Linked DNA regions of Ovis aries: region 1 is linked to region 2. A link is a contact called in public Hi-C data. All regions are on one chromosome and are shown on one strand. Each heading gives the region's core, a stretch centred on a gene start, on an enhancer-like site or on the middle of the called end of the contact. The rest is flanking DNA. Distances are from core to core; before and after follow the strand shown.

What was found. A called contact is a pair of places that touch in the nucleus more often than the background predicts.
Region 1: a contact with region 2 is called in a Hi-C map of liver, with 6 times the contacts expected there. The contact joins two enhancer-like sites. A contact is called at or near these places in 5 of 16 Hi-C or Micro-C datasets (blood, liver and tail adipose tissue).

Annotation. Positions count from the first base shown.
Region 1 is chr9:28,091,865-28,095,491 of ARS-UI_Ramb_v3.0, reverse strand. The region is part of intron 2 of NSMCE2 (NSE2 (MMS21) homolog, SMC5-SMC6 complex SUMO ligase); the gene reads left to right. Among named protein-coding and RNA genes, the nearest start is that of NSMCE2, 16 kb to the left of the region's middle. Within about 2 kb of position 1,766, at least 16 of the 54 cell types and tissues checked have an H3K27ac peak or open chromatin away from gene starts, as enhancers often do. A contact at or near this core is called in liver, where this site is marked.
Region 2 is chr9:27,590,442-27,594,463 of ARS-UI_Ramb_v3.0, reverse strand. No RefSeq gene overlaps it. Among named protein-coding and RNA genes, the nearest start is that of TRIB1, 230 kb to the left of the region's middle. Within about 2 kb of position 2,328, at least 4 of the 54 cell types and tissues checked have an H3K27ac peak or open chromatin away from gene starts, as enhancers often do. A contact at or near this core is called in liver, where this site is marked.

The DNA of each region.
Region 1 (3,627 bases), core at 517-3,016, 500 kb before region 2:
ACACTTCAGCAAGCCTTCATCAGACCTGCTTTTCTCTTGATTACTTTATAACATAGTTGCATACTGCTACTGCTAAGTCGCTTCAGTCGTGTCTGACTCTGTGCGACCCCATAGACGGCAGCCCACCAGGCTCCCCCGTCCCTGGGCTTCTCCAGGCAAGAATACTGGAATGGGTTGCCATTTCCTTCTCCAATGCATGAGAGTGAAAAGTCAAAGTGAAGTCGCTCAGTCATGTCCGACTCTTAGCGACCCCATGGACTGCAGCCCACCAGGCTCCTCCATCCATGGTATTCTCCAGGCAAGAGTGCTGGAGTGGGCTGCCATTGCCTTCTCCACATAGTTGCATAGGAGCAGATATAAACAGTGGACCTTTGCAATGTCTCGTATTATTAGGGGGTGTTATCATCAGTGTGCTCTCCGTCACTCAGCCATGTCCGACTCTTTGTGACCCCACAGACTGTAGCACGCCAGGTTCCTCTGTTCATGGAATTTTCCGGGCAGTAACTCTGGAGCAGGTTGCCGTTCCCTTCTCCAAGGGATCTGCCCAGCCCGGGGATGGAATCCGTGTCTCTTGCATCTCCTGCGCTGGCAGCTGGGTTCTCCACCACTGTGCCCCTTGGGAAGCTCTTTGGTGATTCTATTTAAAACCCGCCAGTGTTCTACCACCTTGGCTTTTCATGTGTTCCCCTTTTTCAGGTGGGCCCCCTTAAGAGGCCATAACCTGATATCCTGATAACAGTTGATGCTTTTTCTTAAGGTGGCTCATGTGGTGAAGAATCTGCCTGCAATATAGGAGATCTGGGTTTGATCCCTGGGATGGGAAGATCCCCTGGAGGAGGGAATTGCAACTGACTCCAGTGTTCTTGCCTGGAGAATTCCATGGACTGAGGAGCCTGGTGGGCTACAGTCCATGAGATTGCAAAGAGCCTGAGCGACTAACACTTTCACTTTCTTGGGCTTGGCTTCCTTGGTAGCTCATCTGGTAACGAATCCACCTGAAATGCAGGAGACCCCGATTTGATTCACGGCTCAGGAAGATATGACGGAGAAGGAATAGGTTACTGTCTCCAGTGCTCTTGGGCTTCCCTGGTGGCTTAGCCGGTAAAGAATCTACCCCCAGGGCGGGAGATATTGGTTCAATCTCTGGGTTGGGAAGACCCCCTTGAAAAGGGGTTGTTTCACTTTCATCTCTCCACTCCAGTACTCTGGCCTGGAGAATTCCATGTGCTATATAGTCCATAGGGTCGCAAAGAGTGGGACACGACTGAGCAACTTTCACTTTCATTGTATTTTTGTTTTGTTTTGTGTTTGGCCTTTCCTTTGAACTGGCTTTCCTCGGGGCATAGACCTCAGGGTGCATTTAGGATATTTTCAGAGACTGGGACTCTCAAATGTTGGATGTATATTAATGTGTTAGTAAATGGCTTTTAACGCAGTTCCTTAAATACAGATAATTTGGATTCAAAATGCAGAAAACTAAATTGCTTTCCAAAATTAGAAACTGAGCACTTTTGTTCATTGTTGAACCTAATTTTTTAAGACTTTGCACTTAATTTTTGTGTTGGTACTGATTAATCCAGTAGTGTTCAAATGTGGGAGGAATTAACTTAGAGGGCTTATTGAAACAGATTCCTGGGACTCAGTAATAAAGTTTCAATAGGTCTAGGACAAGCTGATGTTGCTTCTCCATGGGCCAGGAACCCTGGTCTAATCATTATTTCCCCTTTGAGGGGAAGCATACACCACTAGGTGGCACCAGAACACTTGTCAATCAGGTGCTGTTGGGCCCGTACTGGGTTTGCTAATTGCAGGTTCAAGATTGTTTAAAAGGTATAATCACTAAGTTACTGAAATTTCGTAACTTGGAACCTGAGTTATTCTGTATATCTAAGGATATAAAAAAATGTGTTGATTCTATCAGAACAACAGAAAGGTAGGGCTATTAAGGTTAAGGTGACCTTTTCCAGGAAGAAACGAGGACTATACCTCTCCTTTCCACTGGCTTTATTTCTATTTATCCAGGTTACTCAGTTCATTTACCAGAGATAGAGGCTGGCCCTGTCACAAAATAGAAAAGTACATCTCATATTTATTACTTACCATTCTTCCTTAGTGAATCTTGTTGTTGTCGATAACATTTAAAAACCAGCTGTTCACACAAATATGAACAGTAGGTATAACTCTATCGGTGGGCCAGCTGTAGTGGGGACAGTTTGGGGACGTTAGAAAGTGTGAAGTGTGTTTTCCTTTCCTGTTGCCTTCCTTAGTCAGAAAGCCGGGCTGTTTCCTTTTTAAGACCCACAGAGAGGAAAGTCTGGGCTGTCGCTGGCCTCACCTCACCTCGTGTTACTCTGCACTCTCACTCCATAAATTTCCAGCCATTCCAGCACCTCCAGATTCTCTTTCTTCCCCTGACTCGAACAACCTGAGAGTTGGCATGGTTTCTACACGTGATGGAATGTGTGGAAATAATGGCTTGCTGTGCTCCCCTGTTTGCTAAGCTCTCCCCTTCACGTTGGGATGTTGCTTTTTGAAACAGTAAATGAGTCCTATTTTAGTTTTTAAAACAGAGTTTGTATAGTACCTCAATACTGCCTGCATTTTTCTAGATGCTGGAGAACAATCTTTGTGTTGATTCTACTTTTTAAAAAATCTTTGAAGCAAAAGCAGGGGTTTGGTTTCAAAGACCTAACAGGTATGAAAATGACTACCACAGAAAAAACTGAAATGGAGTCACTTGATCAGATTTTAAAATTAGATTGGCACTTTATCATGTATCTTTGATCACTGAAAAGAATTAAGACTATTTTAATTTTAGGAAAAGGAGACAGTTCATAGCAGAAGTAGAACATACTTTAGAATCATTTTTGAAACATCAGGTCCTTTTTAAAAGACATAAAAGTTTGTCTTTCAGTAAGCAGAAAGGAGGTTTTATTAGATTGGTAATTAAAAGATGAAACCAATTTGATTATTGTACAGAAGATATTTATTAGCCAGATCCATTTCTCCCTGTTTCTCTACTTTACACCTGAAATTACGTATGTGTGTGCCTCATAAATTTAAAGTATTATTTATATGTAGCAGCACTGTCCAGTAAAAATATGTGAGCCACATGTTTAATTAAAATTTTTCTAGTATCCTCATTACAAAAAGTAAGAAAAAAGAGGAGACAATAATTTAGTAATATTTTATTTAATCTAATGTTGTCTAAAATATTATCTCAACATATAATCAATATGACAGTTGAGTTATTTTTGTACCCACATTCTTTTCTTAGTCTGGGCTAGCAATGTTTCAGATGCTTAATAGTTCCATGTTAGAAGTGGCAGTTGTAATAGCAGCAAGTACAGAGGGCATTTTAGTTTCCGTTGAGTCTCTGAGGAGGGCAGAAAATTTTAATGGTAGTTAAATCAGTTAGTTTTGCAGATTTTTTAAAGTGGTTTTGGTGAATATTCACGTTAAACCAGTTGGTAAAATAGGATAATATATTATCTGTTGATTTCTCTCTCTTTTTTTTTTTTAAATTCTTATCAGTCCTCTACCACTGGTGAGATTGGTATTTTAGGTTTTTCCCAAAATTGTTTAACTAGCTTAAAATTACTTACTTCTGCAGATCCTATTAATATT
Region 2 (4,022 bases), core at 1,079-3,578:
GGGTGGGGGAGCCAGGATTTATGTGTGTCTCACTAGGGATCATCGCCCTTACCACGATGCTTTCCCACCTCTTGAGAATATTACTCTTTATTGCGCATGTACTATGTGTGGGGTGTGAGACAATTCACACCCACGTTCCCTTTAAAGCTCTCACATCTTAGTTGCTGAGTCCTCTAATACCCAGTATAAGTTAAGGCACCTCATAGAAAACCAAGAACAGGTTATTGAGAACCTGAAAAGGGCACAATTTCCTACCAATAAAGTACCTATTTGAATACCCACTGTATTAAGAAGAGTCATGTTAATAATAGCAACCCTACTTGATAATAGAGATTGAACTAGTCTGGGCTAACGATGGTATTAGCAAGAGTGATAGACTCTATGTCATGGCACAAACTACCCTGGACACTGGTCATGGAACAGCTAAAAGATATATTTCATGGTTTGATGCTGGCTGTGTCTGGGGTATCTCTTCTCCAAATGATGATTTAGGGATATAGCTCCTTCTATCTTGGGGCGCTGTCAGCTTAGCCACTGATGTCCCTGCACAAGGGAAAAAAGCGTGGTGATGGCTCAAAGGGTTCTGTAATGACCACCCCATTGGCTGGAACTCCACTACCTAACTGCAAGGGAGGCTGAGAGAAATGGTCTTGTGCTTAGGAACAGAGGAAGTGGGGTTGGTGAGCATCTGGCCAGCTTCTGCAGTGGTTTTTAAGCTACAGAAGTGGGCTCTGCCTCAGTTGAGAAGTCACTGGAGTATACTGAGCAGTTTACAGAATGGGTGGGAGAGGGTTGGAGAACCAGGCTGGGAATCCAGAGGGCTGGGTGGCAACAACCACAGCCAAGGTCAGCCCTTGGCACCACAGCTGGGATGAGGCCACAAGCACAGATGTATTAATTTGTGTGTTTATTTGTCCATATGTTCACTGAGCATATATTGAGTTTACTCTGTGTGAGGCTCTGTGCTGGGTTCTAGGGACCTGATGGTGAATATGACGTGGTTCTTAAACTAATGTTTGGGATCCAAACATGGAATCTCCCCAAAGAAGGGGCACGGTTGAGACCAGGAGAGAGCCTGGGTCTGGGAACTGTTCCAGAAGAGAAATTAATAGCTGATGCTTTTGCCCTGCATCCCAGTGAGATGAAGTGACTTGTTCAACTAGTCAGTCATTGACCAGGGACTTAAAGTCTTTAAGTTCCGGTTCTGTGGCTTCCCTTCACCCCGTGTGCCGCTCTATGCCAGGCAGAGGGGGAGATGGCAGTTTAGGGTCATGGAGAGATCACAGGCTTTGGGGTCCTGCATATTCTGCTTGTCATTTAGCTGACAACGGTCTAGAGTCAGGTAATTTTCAAGATTTAATCTTCCATCTATAAAATGTGGATAGTATTACTTATGTCCCAGGGTTGCTGTGAAGACTAATAAGCAACAAATCTAAAGAATAAATGTGCCCTTGATAATGCCAGACACAGAGGTGCTCAAAACACGGCAGCTGCATGAAAGAGGATGAGTCAGGGTTACTGGCTTCAGGGAGCTTACCCTACCTGTCAAGAGTGGGGTGAGAATAGGATGGGAGAGTGGAATTTACCTGTGTATGTGAGAAGGGAAAAAGGTACAAATGCCTTTATTGGAGAGCTTGTAAATAAGGTCAGAATTCCGAGAAGAGAGAGCACAGTACCAGCATGCGTGAAGGCTTTGCGGAAGGACCACATAGGTGGCCAGGATGTGGCTTTGGTTCTGTAATTAGACTCCGTGGGCTCATATCTGAACTCCATCTCCCTTATTAGCTCTGTGTTCTTGGGCAAGGATGTTTTTAAATTTCATCGAGCCTCTGTCTATTCTACTGTAAAATGGGTATGACCGAAGTTACACTGGGTAGTTCTGGGAATTAAATGAGCTAATTCACAGGAAGAGCTTATCACAGTGCTCTTAGCACTTAGTGCCCTGAATCCTACTTCTGATGAACTGAGTCTTAAAAAATGAATACATAAAACCTCATTCTATTAATAGCTGTAAGGATTCCAGTGAATCCTTACCTGGTACACAGCAAGCGTTCCTCAAGTGGTGATGATAACACCTAAGTAATTTTTTTTTAATCTCCCGGCCCCTGGCACAGAGGCTGGCCCGTGGTTCGTTTGCTTATGAAGGATTTGGCTGGGAGGTTGACAACAGGTTGAAGGGTTAAAGAAGGGGGCATTTTAAGGAGAGGAAATAGCAAGAGGGAAAACAAATCAGTGGAAAAAGCCCAGATGTTCAAGAAATTTAAGAATACCCTTCACATTTTGTAAGGTTGATTAAGTTCTCTTTGTCTCCCCCTGGTGGCCATCAAAAGCATACACAACAGAGAACCAGACGTCATCTTGGCCGGAAGACCCTGGAGCAGTCTCTGTCTGTGATTCAGCCTCACAGACTGATTCATGACTTGTCTCAACGGCAGTGACTTGCTTTTGGTGACATTTCCAGAGGAATAACAAACAGTGACATCAGATGAGCCCAGGAACTATTCAATCTCTTCCCTCTATCCTTCCACATCCTTTGGAATGATGCCCTTTGACCTCCATCTTCAGGAGCCACAGTGTCAAATACCCTCTTCTTTCTTGCATCATTTAGGAGCAGTTGCGTCATGGAACAATGACAACAGCATATTGGATGGTTACTCTGAGGCAGGCACTGTTCTGAACTCTCTACACGTCGAACTCATCCCGTCCTCCAAACAGCCTCCTAGATGTGTGCAATTTTTCAGCTGAGGAAACCGAGGCACAGGGAGGAATGGGGCTTACCCAAGGTGATACAGCTGGTGTTTGGCAGAACTGGAATTCAGACTCAAGTGACCTGGCTCCAGAGACTGTGCTCTAACAGCTGTGTGACTACAGCCTCCCGTGTCACAGCCTCCTGGTGACAAGCCATCCCGGCTCACTGTCACCTATTGCTGGACCTTTGAGGTGTAAGGACCTTGAGTCCCCAGCTGGGGGGCCCTGGTAGACGCCAGTGTTCTCACACTTCACCGATCAGAAAATCATGGAGAGAAATGGCTTTAAAAGCTCATGACTGGTGGGAGGGAAGCTCAGGAGGGAGGGGACATATGTATACCTATGGCTGAATCAGGTCAATATATGGTAGAAACCAACATAATGTAAAGCTTCAATTCAATGTTGCAATTCTTCAATTAAAAAATTCAAAAGAATCACACGACTGAGGAGGACTTCCCTGGTGGTCCAATGGCTAAGGACTCCAAGCTCCCAATGCAGGGGCCTGAGTTCTATCCCTGGTCAGGGAACTAGATCCCCCATGCATGCTGCAACTAAAAACCTGGATGCTAAAACTAAAAAAAAATAAATAGGATCCTGGCTGTTGCACTTTGACAATTACTTAAAATAAGGCAACCAAGTTTGCATTAACAATGCCCAGAGTGGCCGAATAAGGAACATTAAAAAGAAAAAACAAAACAAAAATAACCATGACTGGAATCCCACCCTCAGATTCTGATTCAACCAGTAGGGCCCAGGAATCTGCCTCGTTCACAATGGTGATCTCTCTTGGAGTCAAAAGAGCATGTAAAGCAGCAGCAGGGTTTGAAAAGATTGACTCCAACTTTGAAAGACGTTCTGCTGTGGATAAAATGCTATCAAACAGCTTTGCATAATACAGAGAAAGTATTTGTAAAAGAAAGAGTCAATCAGTGTGGCAAACTTTATTGCCTTATTTTAAGTAATTGTCACAGTCACCCCAGTCTTCAATGACTACCACCTTGATCAACACTGAGGCAAGACCCTCCACCAGCAAAAAGATGACGACTTGCTGAAGGCTCAGATGATCGTTGGCACTTTTTAGCCATAGATTTTCGGGCCAAATATTCTATTTACTTGTTCTTAAATCTTTGATGGATCACTTTCAGCTTCTGGGAGTCTCTGTTTCCTTGTTTGTAGAACGGTCTCTGTTTCCTTGTCTGTGTGATAATGCAGACCTCATTGTGGTTGTTGAAAGCGACCATCTGTCCAAGATGGCTCATATTAGGGAGCAGTGC